Regions from separate parts of the Zea mays genome. Here region 2 is linked to region 1. Evidence: chromatin contacts called from public Hi-C data. All regions are on one chromosome and are shown on one strand. Each heading gives the region's core, a stretch centred on a gene start, on an enhancer-like site or on the middle of the called end of the contact. The rest is flanking DNA. Distances are from core to core; before and after follow the strand shown.

Evidence for each region. Hi-C and Micro-C count contacts between places; a contact is called where the count stands out from the background.
Region 2: a Hi-C map of endosperm shows a contact between it and region 1, with 2.0 times the contacts expected there. The contact joins the promoter of LOC100193464 here to the promoter of LOC100277647 in region 1. A contact is called at or near these places in 5 of 25 Hi-C or Micro-C datasets (bundle sheath, ear, endosperm and 2 more).

Annotation. Positions count from the first base shown.
Region 1 is chr8:135,286,512-135,290,506 of Zm-B73-REFERENCE-NAM-5.0, forward strand. It overlaps LOC100277647, which reads right to left and starts at 1,816. Exons shown (of 6, transcript NM_001397640.1): 1 at 1,665-1,816; 2 at 1,441-1,543; 3 at 795-1,079. The coding sequence starts at 1,515.
Region 2 is chr8:135,574,480-135,578,474 of Zm-B73-REFERENCE-NAM-5.0, forward strand. LOC100193464 reads left to right here and starts at 2,227. Exons shown (of 12, transcript NM_001138580.2): 1 at 2,227-2,372; 2 at 2,461-2,574; 3 at 2,682-2,831; 4 at 3,240-3,343; 5 at 3,441-3,504. The coding sequence starts at 2,289. It overlaps LOC100286283, which reads left to right. Exons shown (of 4, transcript NM_001159170.1): 3 at 1-82; 4 at 177-658. The coding sequence ends at 323.

The DNA of each region.
Region 1 (3,995 bases), core at 566-3,065:
AAGAACAGAAACTACGTCCACTAATAGCGTATCTCATATGGATAGTTCAATAGCAGGGCAGACAGGCTCAATAGCAGGGCAGACAGGCTATCAGTATCAAAAAATAATTGAAAAGAACACCAAAATGGGTGACGAAAGGTGGTTGCCACCAACCGCCAGTTGTTCAAGAATCATTTCTGTAACACTTTGCAAGAATGATCTGTAGGCCCTTTGGACAAATGCACATTGGCATAAACAACAGGGCAGACCTAAAAAGTGAAGAACTAGTTGAAGGAAAGGAATTAAACCAGAAAAGTAACAGTTCCTAAGGTTCAACTAAAGCAAGAAAATCTACTTCTTCAGCCATAAATTCCCATTTAGCCCACAAAGATAGGTAGATGAAAGCACGACATGCAATGATGTAAATAGCTAAAGTATTCAGCTAAGAGATACCACTCAGTAACAGCAACTAGACAACTCACGCTTGCAAGGTTGGCAAGCTGCCGACACCTAAAAGCTAGAACACGGAAAGAGCAAATATGCAGGGTGGTCACCAGTAGACATTTGCTTGCATGCCCGGTCATGTTGATGTGTGGAAACGAAATCAGGGGGGTTGGGGAGGGAATCAAACCTCCTCCTACCCCCCCAAATATCAAAGACCTAATCAAAAGCTATCAGAAACGAACACTTCCATGTGCTTGGTAATGCGGCCATCTACATAAACCAATTTCCAACTGCCACAATTGTTCCTATCTAACGTCCAAATGGCACAGAAACAAACAGGTGGATTCGGAAGTGATGATTTTTCACATTACCAGGTAACCTCGGAAGGCGGTCTGGATCTTGACTGCGGCGAGCTCCTGGGTTGGCACAGCAGGTGGCAGCACCGACGCCTGCGCTGGGGCGGCAGCAGGGGCCTCCTCCACGGCGACATGCTTGCTCTGCTCCTGCTCGGCTTCAGGGACCCCAACCTCCTCGGCCTGGTGAAGAACTGGGGGAGGAGCTGGAGGCGGTGGCACCGAAAGATTGACTTCCAAGGAGGTAGACGGGGTCAGATCTACCGGCGTCGGGTTGCTAGCTGCTGACTTCCTCCTTAGCCTCTGTTAATTCCAATGGCAAAGTTCTGGGTTGTGATCAGAATCCAGCTCGAACTTTAGTTACAAAAAACACAAATGCAAGGGGAAAAAAAGGCGGCGCTTTGATCACAGATCCGCAAGACAGTCGTAAAGAGGGGAGGATGAAATGCCGTCTTGGTTGCTTGACATGGATGCAGAATGCAGAACCAAAAATTCACCAGCTGTGAGAATAGTGTAGAAAAGGCCGAACAAGATGCCGTCTTTTTTCTTTTTTTTTGTACTGAACTCTACGGAATCCCGGGCGTGGGGGAAACACGAACCCGATCAAATCCTAGTGGGGAAAAAAACGCAAGAGAATTTTCGAATGGGGGCCGGGAACCATCACCTCCTCTTTCTTCTCCTTGGATTCAGGGCTGAAGACCTTCTTGACGGCGCCGAACCACTTGCCCTTCTTCCCCATCGAAACAGGCACTCTCCCCTGCCTGAACCTGGAGAGGAGCAAGCAAGCCAACAGGTCACGCGAGCCAGTGGTAGCCACCTATCTGTATCTGGCAGGACAACGAACAAGACCGATACGGCGGGGGTTGTGAAGCGGAGCGGACCACATACAGCTTTGTCGGAAGAAGACACGCCCAGATCTTCGTGCGGAAGCAAAGGGGAGGAGGGATCAGGGAAGACGGGCGGGCAGAGGCGGGCAAGCAGAAGGCGTCGCCAGCGGCGTGCGGGGGCAGCTGAGCTCCGCAGCAGCCCGCGACGCAATCATGTCGCGTGGCAGGCCGCGGGAGGCGGATGGGGAGATGTTCAAGGCCAGCGGTTTTTGGCTGCAGCTAGAGGCCTGACTGACAGGGGTGCAGTGCAGGAGCTTTGGATGTTCGGAGGCTGCAACAGCTGGGACTGGGTCTGGGACTGGGAGGGAGATAGAATGCGAGAGCGAGCTGCAGGGAAGCTTGTGTCCGTTACCTTGGTGGGATAGTCAACTGTGAGTGTTGGCGTTGCGATGCGTCGCTCCTCCTACAGTCCTACTCCTCCTCGCTCCTCCCCCTCCCCCTTTTCTCTCGCAGTCGCGGTGGTGCGGTGAGGAGTTTGTAGCCTGTAGGGGGAGGGAAACTGACGACTTTGGACAGCTTGGAGATAGCAGGCGACTGAGAAGGAGGTATTGGAATCTCCAAAAACAATACAGATCCTGATTTCAAGGTGCATTCCAGCCTTCAAACGTCAACAAGGGGCGGGCCGATTTGGAACGCAGAAATTCCGCATGAGTTTTTACAGACACCAGTTGAACTAAAAAAACCGTAGGAACAAAACAGGTTAAATTCCAGAAGACCTGACTAATCACAGTCTGTTTAGAACAGCGTACGAGTAATCTTTCCCAGCTTTTTCTTGACAGGACCAGCGAGACGTTACACCGAAGATGACAGCTGACATCCAATCCCTTGGGTCTGAAGCATGGATGGAGTGATGCAACAAGCAGTTGCAGGACATGGTAGCTGCGTGCCTGCATCTGCATGGCCGTTGGAAGCCACAAGCCATGACGCCAGCCTGGCACGATACTAGAGGTCAAGCGGCAGCAAACATGGTCAAACAAGCACTAATGATCGACGCGTATTATATTATTATATTAAGTACTGCGCAGAATCGGGAGTCTCACTCGTAGTGTTCCCCATCAGCTTGTGTAGGCTGCCATGAATGAATGTGTCACGGGCTGCAAAGCGACAGCCCCAACTCCTCAGTTCTTCTCTAATCTGTTTGCTCTGAGATCTAGTACTGCGCTATGGTTTTAAGGGTCGCGTATACATCTCAACTCATATAAAACATCAGTTCCCATGGTTTCGTTTTCGTAAGTTGTGTGTGTCGGTGTTTGATACCGACAACGTACTACAGAGTGTATCACGTAATGTTTTTAGTAGGACAGTGAAGCTCGATGGTTTATGCTAGACGCGACGGAATACGACGAGTTATACAGATTCGGGCCACCGCTAGGCGTAATATCCTACGTCCTGTGAGTTTCTGGTAGTCATGTTGCTATGAGTTCGAGGGTTTACAGGTGGGTACTGAGGGTAGGAGATGAAGGTCGTCTAGCAATCTAGCGGGATCTAACTTTTTGTAGAGGTACCATCTCAGCCTTATATAGCCGAGTGAGGAGATATCCTTGTACAGATCAAAATAATTATGCAGTTTATCCACTACTTGTTATGATTGCGCCAAGTATTTCGGCATTAAGTTGGTTTATTCCGCAAAGCTCGCGCCCACCTGCATGTGCAGACCGAGTCTTGCGGCATTCTGTTGGCCTCTCAGATCTAGTGCGTGGGAGTTTAAGTCGGCTTCAGTTACCTCCTGTCAAGGCCCACGATGTGTCCCTTGGACGACTTATCGGTGACATTCAAGCAGCCCATGAAGCGAGTTCGCGTCTTGATGACCCGGGATATCCATCCCCACAAGCCCTCGAGGCTCAAGACAATTTTGGTAGAATTGGCTCGAGACTCTAAAAGCGAAACTGGGGTTGATGAAATATATTTGCTGATGGGATGCTCAAGAATTGCTCTTGTGGGTTCAGATCCTCATGAATAGGTCCTGGATCTCTTCGACAAGACTGATGGCACCAGATTCAGACCCGTCCAGGGACAGGTCCGAGGCCACTAAGTGCCCCTAAGGGGGAGAGCGCACCAGATTCAGACCCGTCCAGGGACAGGTCCGAGGCCACTAAGTGCCCCTAAGGGGGAGACGCTCAGGAGCTGGGCTCGTGAATCCGGACCCCGTCGACAAGACTGATGACGTCAGACCCGGACCCAGACCCACACATGGAGGGACAGGTTCGAGGCCGCCACATTTCCTGGAGGGGAAGTCGCTAAGAGTTGCGCCCGTGAGTCCGTACCCCATCGACAGGACTGATGACGTCGGACCCGGACCCACATAGGGACAGGTCTGGGACCACCATGTGTC
Region 2 (3,995 bases), core at 977-3,476, 290 kb after region 1:
GCTCTGCAACTCCTGCCTCGCCTACTTCGTCAACCTCACCAACTTCCTCGTCACAAAGCACACCAGCCCGCTCACTCTCCAGGTACGACGCCGGCCTCCACATGCCGGCCGCCGTCCTGTGACGTACGCACCGATGCCCTTTGACATCCCTCATCCCCCCCGCCCTTCGCACGCAGGTCCTCGGGAACGCCAAAGGCGCCGTCGCCGTCGTCGTCTCCATCCTCATCTTCAGGAACCCCGTCACGGTCGTGGGCATGCTGGGCTACGGGGTCACGGTCGCTGGCGTCGTCTTGTACGGCGAGGCCAAGAAGAGGAGCAAGTGAAGCGACGGACAGGCTCCTGTACCTGTACATTTGCTGTCCGGCCTTGGAATGCAACGCCGGCGGTGATAGCTAGGGAGAAGACAAGCAAGCAAAGCGACAGCTGGGGTGGTTTGTTCGTCGCATCGTTTCAGAAGGAGGTGAACCATACAATACAAGAACTCGTGTCGTAGCACAGAGAGAGAGAGTGTGTGTCGTTTAGCATTTGAACGAGCTTGCCGTCCAAAGCCTACGATTTTAATCCGGCCTGGAGAAGAAGAAAAAAAACGAAGCTAGCTAATTATCAAACCAACACCTAGCATCTGAACATATGTGCAGCAATCCAACTGGGTTTCCATATTTTAATGTTGTCGATGAATTGGTCCTTCCTAAACAACATTTCCGTTTGAACATTTACGAAGAGCCAAAGCCAACGGACTGCATTGTTCACTGAAATGTTTTTTATAGTGTACACTTTCATCCACCTTTTTCCTTAATTACTAAATTAACGGCGTCACCACAAGTTAAGAGTGAGATGCTAAAAGAGATGCCATGAATTATCACATTGTTTTATGTATAAATGTAGTGCCAATTGTGATTATACCCTTCTGGAGCATAACAATTGTGTTTCTACTTTGTGGTTTTACCCTTCTGTTTTGAAAACGAAGCTATCGTTTGTTCCTCTCTCTTCCTCTCTCTGTTAGTGAAAATAATAATTTATGATTAAAAAATAAAAAACAAAGATAAAATCACAATTATAAGTTAAGAGAAGGGTATAATTATAATTAATCTTGAAAATAATTTTGAAAATTTTATGATTAATTATGATTATACCCTCATCGCACCTTGTAATTGTGATTTTGCTCTTTAGTTTTTTTTATCACTAACTCTGATTTTCACCAATGGTGCTAAGCAGTAGGAGCAAACAACGACTTTATTTTCAAAACAAAAGAATAAAATCATAAGTTAAAAAAATGAGGGATAAAATCACAATTGTAAGGTTAAATTAATAATGGTATAATCATAATTGCCTATAAAATGTATGCGTTCACGGAAATGAAGTTATGGCTGTCTCCAGCCATACACGCTAAAGGATCTTGATGCCACTGCCAAACGACTTGTCATTCTTTATTATAGTTTGGTTCTTTATCGTACCAATGTGACCAATGATGCATAGAGAGAGTATAGATTAAAAAGAATGAGATATAAAGGATGAATTTTAAAGAATATTATTGGAGACAGAGAAAATATAGATGACAATATTTTTTTAGAATGTATTGTAAGTGACAGAGAATATCCTTTTAGTGAATGAAATTTAGATGATGTTGCTAGAGATAGTAAACCCAGAGTGCGGTTCATATAGAAAACCGGTTCAACTTAACGTGTCAAATTGGGTTGATCCTTTGCCTTGCAAATGCATTAGAGTTTCCAATGAATCAGATAACGCAAAGATCCATTAATCCTAAGATCATTTCTGAGAGCCTATTAATCGGCACTAAGATTTATCTATATGATGAATAAAGCCATAGCAATATAAGAGCAACTAACTAGTTAACAAAATTGAGTAAAATTTATTTCTGGTCCCTTAACTTGTACGAGTGTGTCAATTTGATCTATAAACTTTTAAAATGTGTCTCTTAAATTCTTAATCGTTGTTTGTCTCTCTCTTAAGTTCAAACGGATTAGAATTTCATATGCAGCCTAATCCTAAACCATTTGGATCTAAAAGAGTTCTGAATAGTGATTAAGACTTTAAAAAATACACTTTAAAAGTTTATGGACGGAGTTGACATGCACGCAAGTTTAGAGGGACCAGAAATATATTTTACTCTAATTTTTTTTGTGTGTGCCGCAAAATAAGGTAAAAATGGCTTGGCGCAGTGGCACAAAAAGCGCGCCAACAAAACATTTCGAATCCTAGCCCCCCTCAACTGCAAAAGCCCCTCGTCGAGTCGTCGCGGCCCTCCTCCATCAATCCATCGTCGATCGATGGCGAACATGCTGGTCTCGGAGATGCGGCTTCCTCTCTACCTCGCCCACCTACTCGCCGCGCGCCGCCTTGACACCGCCAAGGTCAGCGTCCCGATTCCACCGCCTCCGCTAGAACCCCACCTCCCCTAATAACCGCGCGCGCTAGTGCCTGCGCTCTGTTCCTATCCAGGACGTGCTGTCGCTGCCAGAGGTGGAGCTCATGGCCATTCTCGACGCCGGCCTTCCCACCGCACGCGCTGCCATCGCCCACGTCAGCGAGGCCGCCTGCCCGCCCTGCCAGACGGTACCTCTCATCCCCCCTTATGCTCTGCTTGCGACTCGGTGGTCGATTTGGGGTTTAGTTTGATTCTTTGGGTCGGGGTTTACGCTGCATTTACCCGCCCTGCGCAGGCGCTCTCACTTCTGGAGGAGCGCGTGAGGTTAGGAGGCGGCGGCCGGCTGGCCACCATGCTCTGCGGGTTGGACGAGGCATTGGGCGGAGGAATCCCCACGGGGAAGCTCACTGAGGTCGTTGGGCCCTCGGGGATCGGCAAAACGCAGGTGAACTGCTGTCGGAGGTCCAAAGCTTAATTTGCGCATCCCGTAGTATTAGTGGTGCTGTGGGTGCCCGTATTTACAGTGTTCAGCGTACACAAGTGCGCACCAGGTGTTTGTGAATATGTAAATGCTATGCATCTCCATGAGTTTGGTATGCAATACGGAACCAGAAGGAAATGTACCTTGTGTATATGCTTATGTGATGCTGCATCATGCACCTGCTTGTGTTGTGATTTCTTTTCCAATGATCTTGGACATTTTGATCGAATCTACCGATCAATCACCATTTCTTCGAGCCAAATGGTTATCGAGCCAGAACATTTTGGGCTAAATTTATTGGGATTACCTCATTCTGTTGCTTGCCTTGTATGTTTTTTTTTAAATTTGTTGTTATGGTTTTGCGCATCGCAGTTCTGCCTGAAGCTTGCGTTGTTAGCAGCATTGCCGGAATATTATGGAGGTTTAGACGGTCGAGTTGTGTATATTGACACGGAATTCAAGTTCTCTCCAAGGAGGTTGCTGAAGCTAATGGCTACTGTTTACTACTTCCAAGTATCTTATTTAATATTTTTCTTTATTTGAACTTCTAATGTTGCCATTGATATGTTGCAGGATGATTGAGATTGGTCAGAAAAGCTTTCCTCAAATATTTCGACAAGAAGGCTTGGCGCAGAAGGTTCTCATCCTCCACATTTTAATACTTGGTGTTGACACCTTTTCGGAGGCGCCAATCACTCAAAAGAACCAGCGGCGGTGCTCTCTGGTCAGGCGCGGACGGTCCGCGGCTTGGGGCCGGACGGTCCGCGACCTGGCGCGACGTGGCGGTGCTCTCTGGTCAGACGCGGACGGTCCGCGGCACAGGGCCGGACGGTCCGCGACCTGGTGCAGGAGCTCGGGTTCCCTGCCTGACGGCCGGACGGTCCGCGCTCTAGGGCCGGACGGTCCGCGCGTGCGCAGGGGCGGCGGAAGATCGCCGGCGGCGCCTGGATCTCGCTCCCGGGAGGGACCCCGTCGGGGAGGAGAGATCCTAGGAGTTGTCTAGGCTCGGGCCGACCGACCTAGACTCCTCTAATCGACGTAGAGTCGAGGAGAGGCAGAGAATTTGGGGATTGGAATACTAAACTAGGGCTAAACTAGAACTAGACTAGAACTACTCCTAATTGTGCT